Regions from separate parts of the Mus musculus genome. Here region 2 is linked to region 1. Evidence: chromatin contacts called from public Hi-C data. All regions are on one chromosome and are shown on one strand. Each heading gives the region's core, a stretch centred on a gene start, on an enhancer-like site or on the middle of the called end of the contact. The rest is flanking DNA. Distances are from core to core; before and after follow the strand shown.

Evidence for each region. A called contact is a pair of places that touch in the nucleus more often than the background predicts.
Region 2: a contact with region 1 is called in a Hi-C map of double positive thymocytes, with 2.3 times the contacts expected there. The contact joins the promoter of Ipmk here to the enhancer-like site in region 1. A contact is called at or near these places in 8 of 39 promoter capture datasets (the 3T3-L1 cell line, 3T3-L1-derived adipocytes, the C10 cell line and 5 more), 1 of 15 datasets of contacts at CTCF or cohesin (CD8 T cells), 8 of 484 Hi-C or Micro-C datasets (CD4 T cells, LSK cells, the MNK3 cell line and 5 more), 7 of 115 datasets of contacts at active chromatin or transcription factors (the 230-238 cell line, the SCID.adh cell line, embryonic stem cells and 2 more) and 2 of 9 other capture datasets (adipose tissue and liver).

Annotation. Positions count from the first base shown.
Region 1 is chr10:71,299,313-71,303,710 of GRCm38.p6, forward strand. No RefSeq gene overlaps it. Among named protein-coding and RNA genes, the nearest start is that of Gm20609, 9.2 kb to the right of the region's middle. Within about 2 kb of position 1,354, at least 7 of the 459 cell types and tissues checked have an H3K27ac peak or open chromatin away from gene starts, as enhancers often do. A contact at or near this core is called in the SCID.adh cell line and double positive thymocytes, where this site is marked.
Region 2 is chr10:71,345,301-71,349,698 of GRCm38.p6, forward strand. Ipmk (inositol polyphosphate multikinase) reads left to right here and starts at 2,463. Exons shown (of 6, transcript NM_027184.2): 1 at 2,463-2,790. The coding sequence starts at 2,652.

The DNA.
Region 1 (4,398 bases), core at 104-2,603:
CAAAGATCTGCCTGCCCTCCCCCCACTCCCGGAGCGCTGGAATAAAAGGCATGAGTCACCATGGTCCAGCATGAATAAATTCTTAGAACGGATTCTCAGATGTGGAATTTCTAGGCCAAGTGGTATACAAGTTTTAGATTTTTTTTAGAGGTAGTGTCATGAAATCCTTCAAAAAGATTGATGCATTTTTCCTTTTGAAATCTCATCTGAAATGTCATTATTTTCTTGTAAAAAGGAGAGGTGGAACTGTTAGTGCTTTGAACTGCCTCTGCAGGCTCTCCCAAGGCAGCCTTCCATGAAGGCATATGGCTCTCAGCGCAAACTGATGGAGCCTGTACTATATACAAAGGAAGGTACTGCAAGGGCTGGGTGAGTGAGGGTTAAGTGTTGGGGGTGGGTGTCCCTTTCCACATAGGACCATGGACAGAGATGAGAGCCCAATGCAGAGACATCTCAGAGGAAGATGGCTTCTCTCATTGAAAGCCTTGAGAAGTGGAGTGGAGGAAATTGTTTTTTTTAAGATTTATTTATTTTATGTATATGAGTACCCTGTAGCTGCCTTCAGACACACCAGAAGAGGGCATCGGATCCCATTGCAGATGGTTGTGAGCCACCATGTAGATGCTGCTGGGAACTGAACTCAGGACTTCTGGAAGACAGTGAATGCTCTTAACCGTGGAGCCATCCCTTCAGCCCCTGGGAGTGCAATCTTGTTTATTCTTAAACTGGGCTGTGAACCCAGCAGGTGGTCAAACTTACTGCTGCTGCCCTGTCTGTAGGAAGAGACAGAGCTCTGGCGGAGCAGAAAGGGTGTGGACCTCGTGGTAGAAGGGGTGGTAGAAGGGCTGGAAGCTTGTGGCGAGAGGGGCGGCTTAGAGGAAGGACACTGTTGAAGGAGTTTATCTCCACCTCTTTCCTGTCGTTCTCTCTCAGCGAGTTCATCATACCTGGACTGACGCTGTCTCCACATTCTTTGCTCGCTGAAGAGCTTCTGCGTGTTCTTCTCCAGGTGGCACACGCCAAGGCATCTGGGTTCTCGCCAATCCTCTTCATACCCATTCCTTTCACTGCGCCGAATCGCTGGTGCCAACTCGGACCAAGGTTACCTCATTCATGAGCTAGCATCCTGTCCCTTTACCGATTTTCCATCCAGAGAAGACACAGAGGGTGCGGCGCCCCTTGGATGCAAGAGATTTGCTTTGCTGCAATGAAGCACCCAGATCTTTCTATTACATCATGTCTTCTGAGCTTAAAAGAAAAAGAAAAAAAAATCTCCTAAAACAGTCAGGAGAGATGCCCGACAAAGGCAGAAGCCTAGAAGCTTCCTGAAGCCATAGATCAAAAGTAGGAAAGTATGTCACAGATCACATGGTCTCCGACTGTAACTGACATGAGACTCCCCAGACGACAGAAGGATGGGCTAACACAGGCAAGACCATCTGGAGGGAAGGGGAGCAGGATTCTTACTCTCCTCCTTAGAATGAGCCTGTTCACCCTTCAGTCTGGGATTCTTATCAAGGGTTGTATAAGATCAATATAACTCCCCCCTCTTTTTTTTTTTTTTTGCAGTCTTTTTTTTTTTAAGGAATGATTTGTTTATTTTATGTATTTGAGTACACTGAAGCTGTTTTCAGACACACCAGAAGAAGGCATCCGATCTCATTACAGATGGTCGTGAGCCATCATGTGGTTGCTAGTAATTGAACTCAGGACCTCTGGAAGAGCAGTCGGTGGTCTTCACTGCTGAGCCATCCCTCCAGCCCTTCTTTACATTCTTGAAGGGTCTCAGGGGTGAGGTCCATGTTGTAAGGAGCCAAGGGAGACCTTGAGCTACAAAACTGACCAGGAAGAGAGAAAAACAACAAGCCACAGGCCACGGGAACTGAAATGGATCTTCCCATAAACAGTCTTGATGGGAAATTGCAGTCTGACCCACATCTTGATTCCAGAGAGATCCTGGAATATGCCGCGCTGGATTCCTGACTGATGGAAATTATGAGCTAATGATTAAGGATATTTGACGCTGCTCTGTTTCAGGCAATACTGATGTACAACAACAAATAAGTAGCTGGCGAGGTGGCCCGAGTCTGTCCACCCCAGTGCTCAGGGGGTGAAGACAAAAGGGTGCTGTGGACTACTCAGTGAATTCAAGGGCATCCTGAAACCTGTGTCAGAAAAATAAAGCTAGGAGTGCCGCTCACTGGCAGGATGTTTTCCCAGCATGCACAGGGGCCTGGGTTCAACTCCCCACCACCAAACAAGGCTAAGGGAACTCCTCCGTTGGCTAACTGTCTGCAGTACAACCAAGAAAACCTGAGCTCAGATCCCTGTACTGCATATAAAAATATGGGTGTGGTAGAGGGTGGCTGACCCCCTTAGCACTGAGGAGGTAGAGATGGGTTCATCCATGGAGTGTGTTGGCCAATCAGATTAGCCAGCTAGTGAGCTCTGGGTTCGATGCCTCTAAACAACCAAACAAAACTAAGGTAGGCAGACTGGTGCTGGAGGGATGGCTCAATGGTTAAGACCTGGCTCTTCCAGAGAACCCAGATACAACACCCTGTACCCACATGGTGGCTCACAACTATCTGTAATTCCAGTTAGTCCCAAGGGATTGGACACATTGCCCTGGTCTCTTCAGGTACCAGGCACACACGTAGTTCACAGACATAGATGCAGGCAAACACTCATACACATGTAAATAACAAACAAAAAACAAAAAAACCCAACAACAACAACAAAAAAAAAAACTCCACCCAAAAAACCAAAACCAACCAAACAAAAATGCATCCACATATTAATAAAAATAACTAGGAAGCAGTAAAGGAAGACACTTGGTGTCAACCTTTGATTTCACAGCAATGCTTGTGCATCTGCACACATTCATGTACCTTTATATATTCACAAGAACAAACCTAACCTAAACCAAACCTAAAATGAGTTCTCCTTCCAACTCTCCTTCCAACTCTCCGTTTTCCATCCCCCCTCGCCGTCATCTTCTTTCCTTCGCTGTGTTTGCTCTTAGCTCTCCCCACCAGCTCGCCTCATCCAAAGATGCTTTCCTTCCTCAGGCATTTGTCTTTGTCTAGCACTGAGTGAGAAAAGAAACTCTAAGAAGCTCAAGGTTTGGAGTCAGAGAGAATCGAGTTTGACTCCCAATCCAACTCCGAAGCGGCTGTGTGAAACTGGCTGCGTTACTTACTTAGCTTCTTGTTTACTTGTTTGGTAGGTATAGAAAGGACCACATGCTGGATTGAGCTGGGTCAGAGCTCACAGCCTCTTTGGCACTGTGTGTGTGTGTGTGTGTGGGGGGGGGGGGGGGGCAACTGCAAACTTCTGCTGGGAGTGCCTCAAAGAAAGCTAACCTGTGAAATTTAGCTTCCAGTCTCCACAGCTCCATCTACTGGAAGGTGCCTGCTTGTCTTCTTGTTTACGGCTCCTTCGATTTCACAGCCTTACGGATCAAAGAAAAGGCACAAGCTTGAAAGATGTGTCCCACCATGCCTTGCATGGCTCTGCCTTCTAGAGCTCAAAGAGACTTTGTCTGCAGTTCACAGGATTTCCTTCTCTTAGCCGCCAGATCTCCACAGTGAACTCTGGGCTAATGCTCATCGTGAGGGTTGAGGCTAGGCTTAGAGAGAATCTGAGTGGGAGCATCATGTGTCATAATCTTATATATAGAAATGCCAGATGCCACTTAAAAGCCATTAGAATTGACAAATGAGTATACAAAGTGGCCAGATACAAAATCAAACCCAGCCACAGCAGTGGTTTTGCCGGTATTCCTGTGCAGTAATGAATCAAGAATGCAAATCGTGGGGGCTGGTGAGATGGCTCAGTGGTTAAGAGCTCTGACTACTCTTCCGGAGGTCCTGAGTTCAAATCCCAGCAACCACATGGTGGCTCACAACCACCCATAATGAGATCTGAAGACAACTACAGTGTACTTATGTATAATAAATACATAATAAATAAAATCTTTTTAAAAAATGCAAATCGTGTCAAGCAGTAGTGGCGCATGCCTTTAATCCCAGTACTTGGGAGGTAGAGGCAGGTGGATTTCTGAGTTCCAGGCCAGCCTGGCCTCAGAGTAAGTTCCAGGACAGCCAGGGCTATGCAGAGTAACCCTGTCTCAAACACCGCCCCCCCCCAAAAAAAAACAACCAAGAATGCAAATTGCTTACCATAAGCACAAGGAAACCACATGCCTAGGAATATATTTAACTAAAGAGGCAAGAGATTTCACGCCTACATACACAGAGTACAGACCTGTCACAGGATTTTCTCTGTCCAATTACATTAGGACAGTGGGAGGCCTGTGGTTGGACGGAAAAGGGAGGCAGAGCTAAGAGTTGCAGAGATAGGGAGTGTCTCAGGGTAGTGAGAGAAAGGAAAATG
Region 2 (4,398 bases), core at 1,213-3,712, 47 kb after region 1:
TGACCCTGCCACTCATGCATCCAGAAAGTCCCAGAAAGACAAAAACAAAAACAACTTGCTTCGGCTGGTGAAGCAGCTCAGCGGCTCTCTGCTTTCACAACGGTATGGTGTTTGCCCAACATGCACAACACTCTGCCTTCAATTCCCAGCATTGCCATGAATAAATAAACATAAGTAGACTGTCCACTTAGAAAAACGATTTAGAAGGCTGCAGTGGCTTAGATGCCTAGGACCAGCTTCTGCATGGAGAGGGGTTCTGAGAGAAGGGGTGCCTGGGAGCGGCGAAAACAAACGACTTGGGTCCAAGCTGGCGGCCTTGGTTCTGCTAAGATGGCTTTCCAAATTGCCCGCCCTCTTTCCCTCCTTCAGTCTGTCTCTCTCTCTTTTTCTCTCTGTGTTCTGCTCTGATGTAGACAGATTTTCTTGCTATTTTACAAATTCTGATTGAGATAGCTTTCTCTGCTAGTAAAACTAGAAGCTATCAGGAAAAACTGCTACAAAAAATTATTGGATCTTCAAACCAAGTCGGAAATTCTCTCAAGAAAATATTCTTGAAGAGCTGTTTTCGATCTCCAGAGATCTCCATACAGCTCTGCTCTCCTTAGAGGAAATTCTATTTTTTTTTTTTCTTTTGGTTTTTTGAGACAGGGTTTCTCTGTATAGCCCTGGCTGTCCTGGCACTCACTTTGTAGACCAGGCTGGCCTCGAACTCAGAAATCCGCCTGCCTCTGCCTCCCAAGTGCTGGGATTAAAGGCGTGCGCCACCACGCCCCGCTTAGAGGAAATTCTAAAGAACTGTTATTGCTGTCTGCTAGCTCAAAAGTCCTGGTTTGTTTTTTTTTTTTTTTTCATTTTTCTTTTTAAATTTACACCTCAATTCAATTATTTATTCCAGGTTCTCTTTTGATTATCCTATGAATCAGCATCCCCTGACCCCACCCCTTTGATTCTTAGGAAAACAGCAAGCACATGTTTTCTTTTAACATTGCAAAAGAATTCCGAGATCTGCCTGCTGTGTTACACACGGTTGCTAAGCTAGCTGGGTGGGATCAGCTAGCTGGGTGGATCTCCTGAAAAGACCATTTCTACCTGAGCTTGGATTTGCTGTGCCCCAGGCTGAACTTGAACTCAGGAATCTGCCTGTCTTTGTATCTTTCTGACAAGCTGGCTCATTAGTGCAGTTGTCTTTGCTCCTTTAGAGTCCTGAAGCCCCTCATAATTCATATTGCATCCTGAAGGTCCTGGGTTTACCATTTTGCTGAAACATTAGCCACACCTTTGCCTCCTGTAATACTCATGCTGTCTTAGATTATCATGGAGTCATTATCCTTAAGAGAGAGGACATTCCCTGAAGGGATGTGAAAACATGTACATTATTTATTACACAAACAAGCCTTATGCCCACAGAAGACACTGGACACTTTCCACGAAGGGCTCAGCAACATCTGGAGGCTCACACCAGGGCCCTGTACCAGCAGCAGGAACTGTGTTACTCTGTTTCCACCAGAGTTTGGCACTTAAGAGATTCAGCCTTGGGGCTGAAGAGATGGCTCAGCAGTTAGGAGCACACTGCCTGCTCTTCCGGAGGTCATGAGTTTAATTCCCAGCAACCACATAATGCTCACAGCTATCTGTAAAGGGATCCGATGCCCTCTTCTGGTGTCTGAAGACAGTGGCAGTGTACTGAGTACTCACAGACAATAAATAAATAAATAAATCTTTAAAAAAAGCATTATTAAAAAATTTTTTTAAAGGAGATTAAAAGCAATATATCTTTTGCATAGGACCTAAGTTTGATTCCCTGCGTCCTCATCGGTGTGCCCATAATGCCCGTTACTCCAGTTCCAAGAAACCCCACTCGTTTGGCTTCCCTGAGCACAATTAACAAGCTTAAGAAAAAAAAAAATGAATTAAGATGACTGTCAATGTCTAACACATAAACTTGTCATGAGTACTCTGAGGTAGTGGTCGGGCAGGGTGCCAACTGGAAGGTGTGAGAAGAGACATCTTCAGTCAGGATGCTTCTGTCTCTTTGATCTGAAAGGGCAGGGCGTTGTGGGAGGTCTGCCCCTAACCAGTCACCTCTCTGGGTTGCTCTGCTGCGGGTCTCCTAGGTCTAATGAGTTTTTCACATAGGGACTCCGGACGCCAGTTCGCTCCCTGAAGTGCTTGCTGGTAATGATGCAAGCAGGGGCATTTGAGACAAGTCCCATCCTGCGGCCTCTGAGCATGCTCAGTGCAGGTCGGCAGCGGGCTGGGACTCTAGACCCGCTCAGTTTGGCGCTGGTCTACCTTCTGGACGTGTTCCGTGGAAGGGGTGAGCAGGTCTGGTCCGGTAGCTTCTGCGCATGATCAGTGTGGAGCTGGCCCCGATCCAGTAGGGTAGCCTCTGGGCATGCTCGGCACCGCTGGGCGGGATCCTGGCGAGTAGCTGTTGCGCATGCTCAGAGTGGAGCTCGCCCGGCCGGAGCGCACAGGGGGCGGGCAGAGGCGGGGCCGCGGCGCCCTTATCCCGGGCGCGGGCGGCCGGGGTTCAGAGTGCGGGCCGCGGAGCGGGCAGCGCGGTCTCGGCATGGGTCCGCGCGCTGGGCCTGCGCGGGCGATGCCGCCCCGGTCCTCCCTGACGCCTGACGCCGAGTGTCGCCGCCCCGATGGCCGCCGAGCCCCCAGCGCTGCGCCTGCGGCCGCCGGGAAGCACCGGAGACAGCCCGCCGGTGCCGCGCCTGCTCGGAGGCTGCGTGCCGCTGTCGCATCAGGTGGCTGGCCACATGTACGGCAAGGACAAAGTGGGTGAGTGCGGCCTCGGGTCCCCTACCCCAGTCCTCTCTGTGCTCTGTCCCGGCAGTCCCCGGCCTCCGCCGTGCCTTGCTCTGGCAGTCCCCGGCCTCCGCTGTCCCCAGCCTCGGTGGTGTTGTGGGTTTAGCCGTCGCCACCCCTACAGTCACTGGTCCCCACTCTCCCCACCCCGGCATTCTCAGGCCTCCGGGTCACTGTCTTAGCTGTCCCCAGCTCTTCTGTCCCCACCCTGGCGTTCCCTGGCCTCCCATCCCGGTCACAGCTGTCTACGACTCTTCTGGTCCCCACACGGCAGTCCCCGGCCCCAGGCGTCCCGCAGCCTAGAGTCACCGGCTCCCGTTGTCCCGAGTGTCCCCTGTCCCCGGGGGTAGGAAGCCGGGCGCCCCCAGGAGCAGCCACAGGCTCCTAGTGGCGCGGAGAGGCGTGCCCCTTCGCTCCAGGGAAGGCGAGTGATGATTGGAGAAGGCGTTAGTAAAAATAAGGAACTTGGTTTTCTTTTCTGGACCGGGAAGTAAATTCTCTCTGGAGCTCAAGCTCTGTTTATTACCAGGAATAGTAATTGTTAGAGGGACCCAGATGCTTGATGCTAACCCGTCGCAGGAGGGGAATCAAAAGCAAACTGCTATATGTTTTTAAACTTGCCTTGGCTCATCCAGGATCACTCCCTGTCCCTTGAGAAGGATTCTCCAGTGTCTTTGATTGCGCTGGGAGGCGTGGTTCGGCGGTGCAGATCCTTGCCTCCTGGGTAGGCTTCACACTGGCTGTTCCCGAGAACAGTACACATATAAAATATGCATTCTTTCCTTATTCATCTTTATAGACTGTTCCCTGGCATTTGTTATGTGCTTTGTGAATTCAAGATTTGTAGAAACAGCGCAGGGTCCACTCCAGGGCAGAGACTGTAATTCAGTCCGATACTCACAGCGTTTGGGCACGGTAGTCATATGAAGTGTAGGGTGAACTTGGGACTCTTGTGGATATCTGACCCGGAACAACCGTTAGAGACGGTATGTGGGTATGTGTTTTGCTGATAAAGCGTTTCAGGTTTAGGCTGGTAAGGCAATAAATTTCTTTCTTTTCTCTCTTCAGTGGTATAGAGGATTGAGTCTAAGACTTTAGGTAAGAGCATTACCACTGACCTACATTCCCGAGGACTTCCTCTTTTTCTTTAAAGACAGGGCTCCCTAAGTACCACTTGGAACTCACTATAGCCTAGGCAGGCCTTGAACTTTGGATATAAAGCTGAGGGTATAGGCATGAACCTGCATTTTAAGACAAGCCTGGTTAAGCATCACACTGACACACTGTCCCAGAACCAAACCAACACCCACCCTTTACTGTGCTTGTGGGAAGCACACAGCCTGGAGCTCAGCTGCCATCAGGAAATGTTGAAAGACTACATCAGAGTTAGGAAACTGCACACTTGAGGTTCTTGGCTAAGATATTTCCTTCTGTGCATCATATCTGGAGTCTGCTTGACCCGAAACAATGGGATTCCTAAAGGCCTAAGAAAGTGATTAATTCCCTGGAGGTCCTGGAGACTATGTAAAAAACAGACCCAAATCAAGATCATCTGTGATTGGCACCTGGGACTAGCTTACA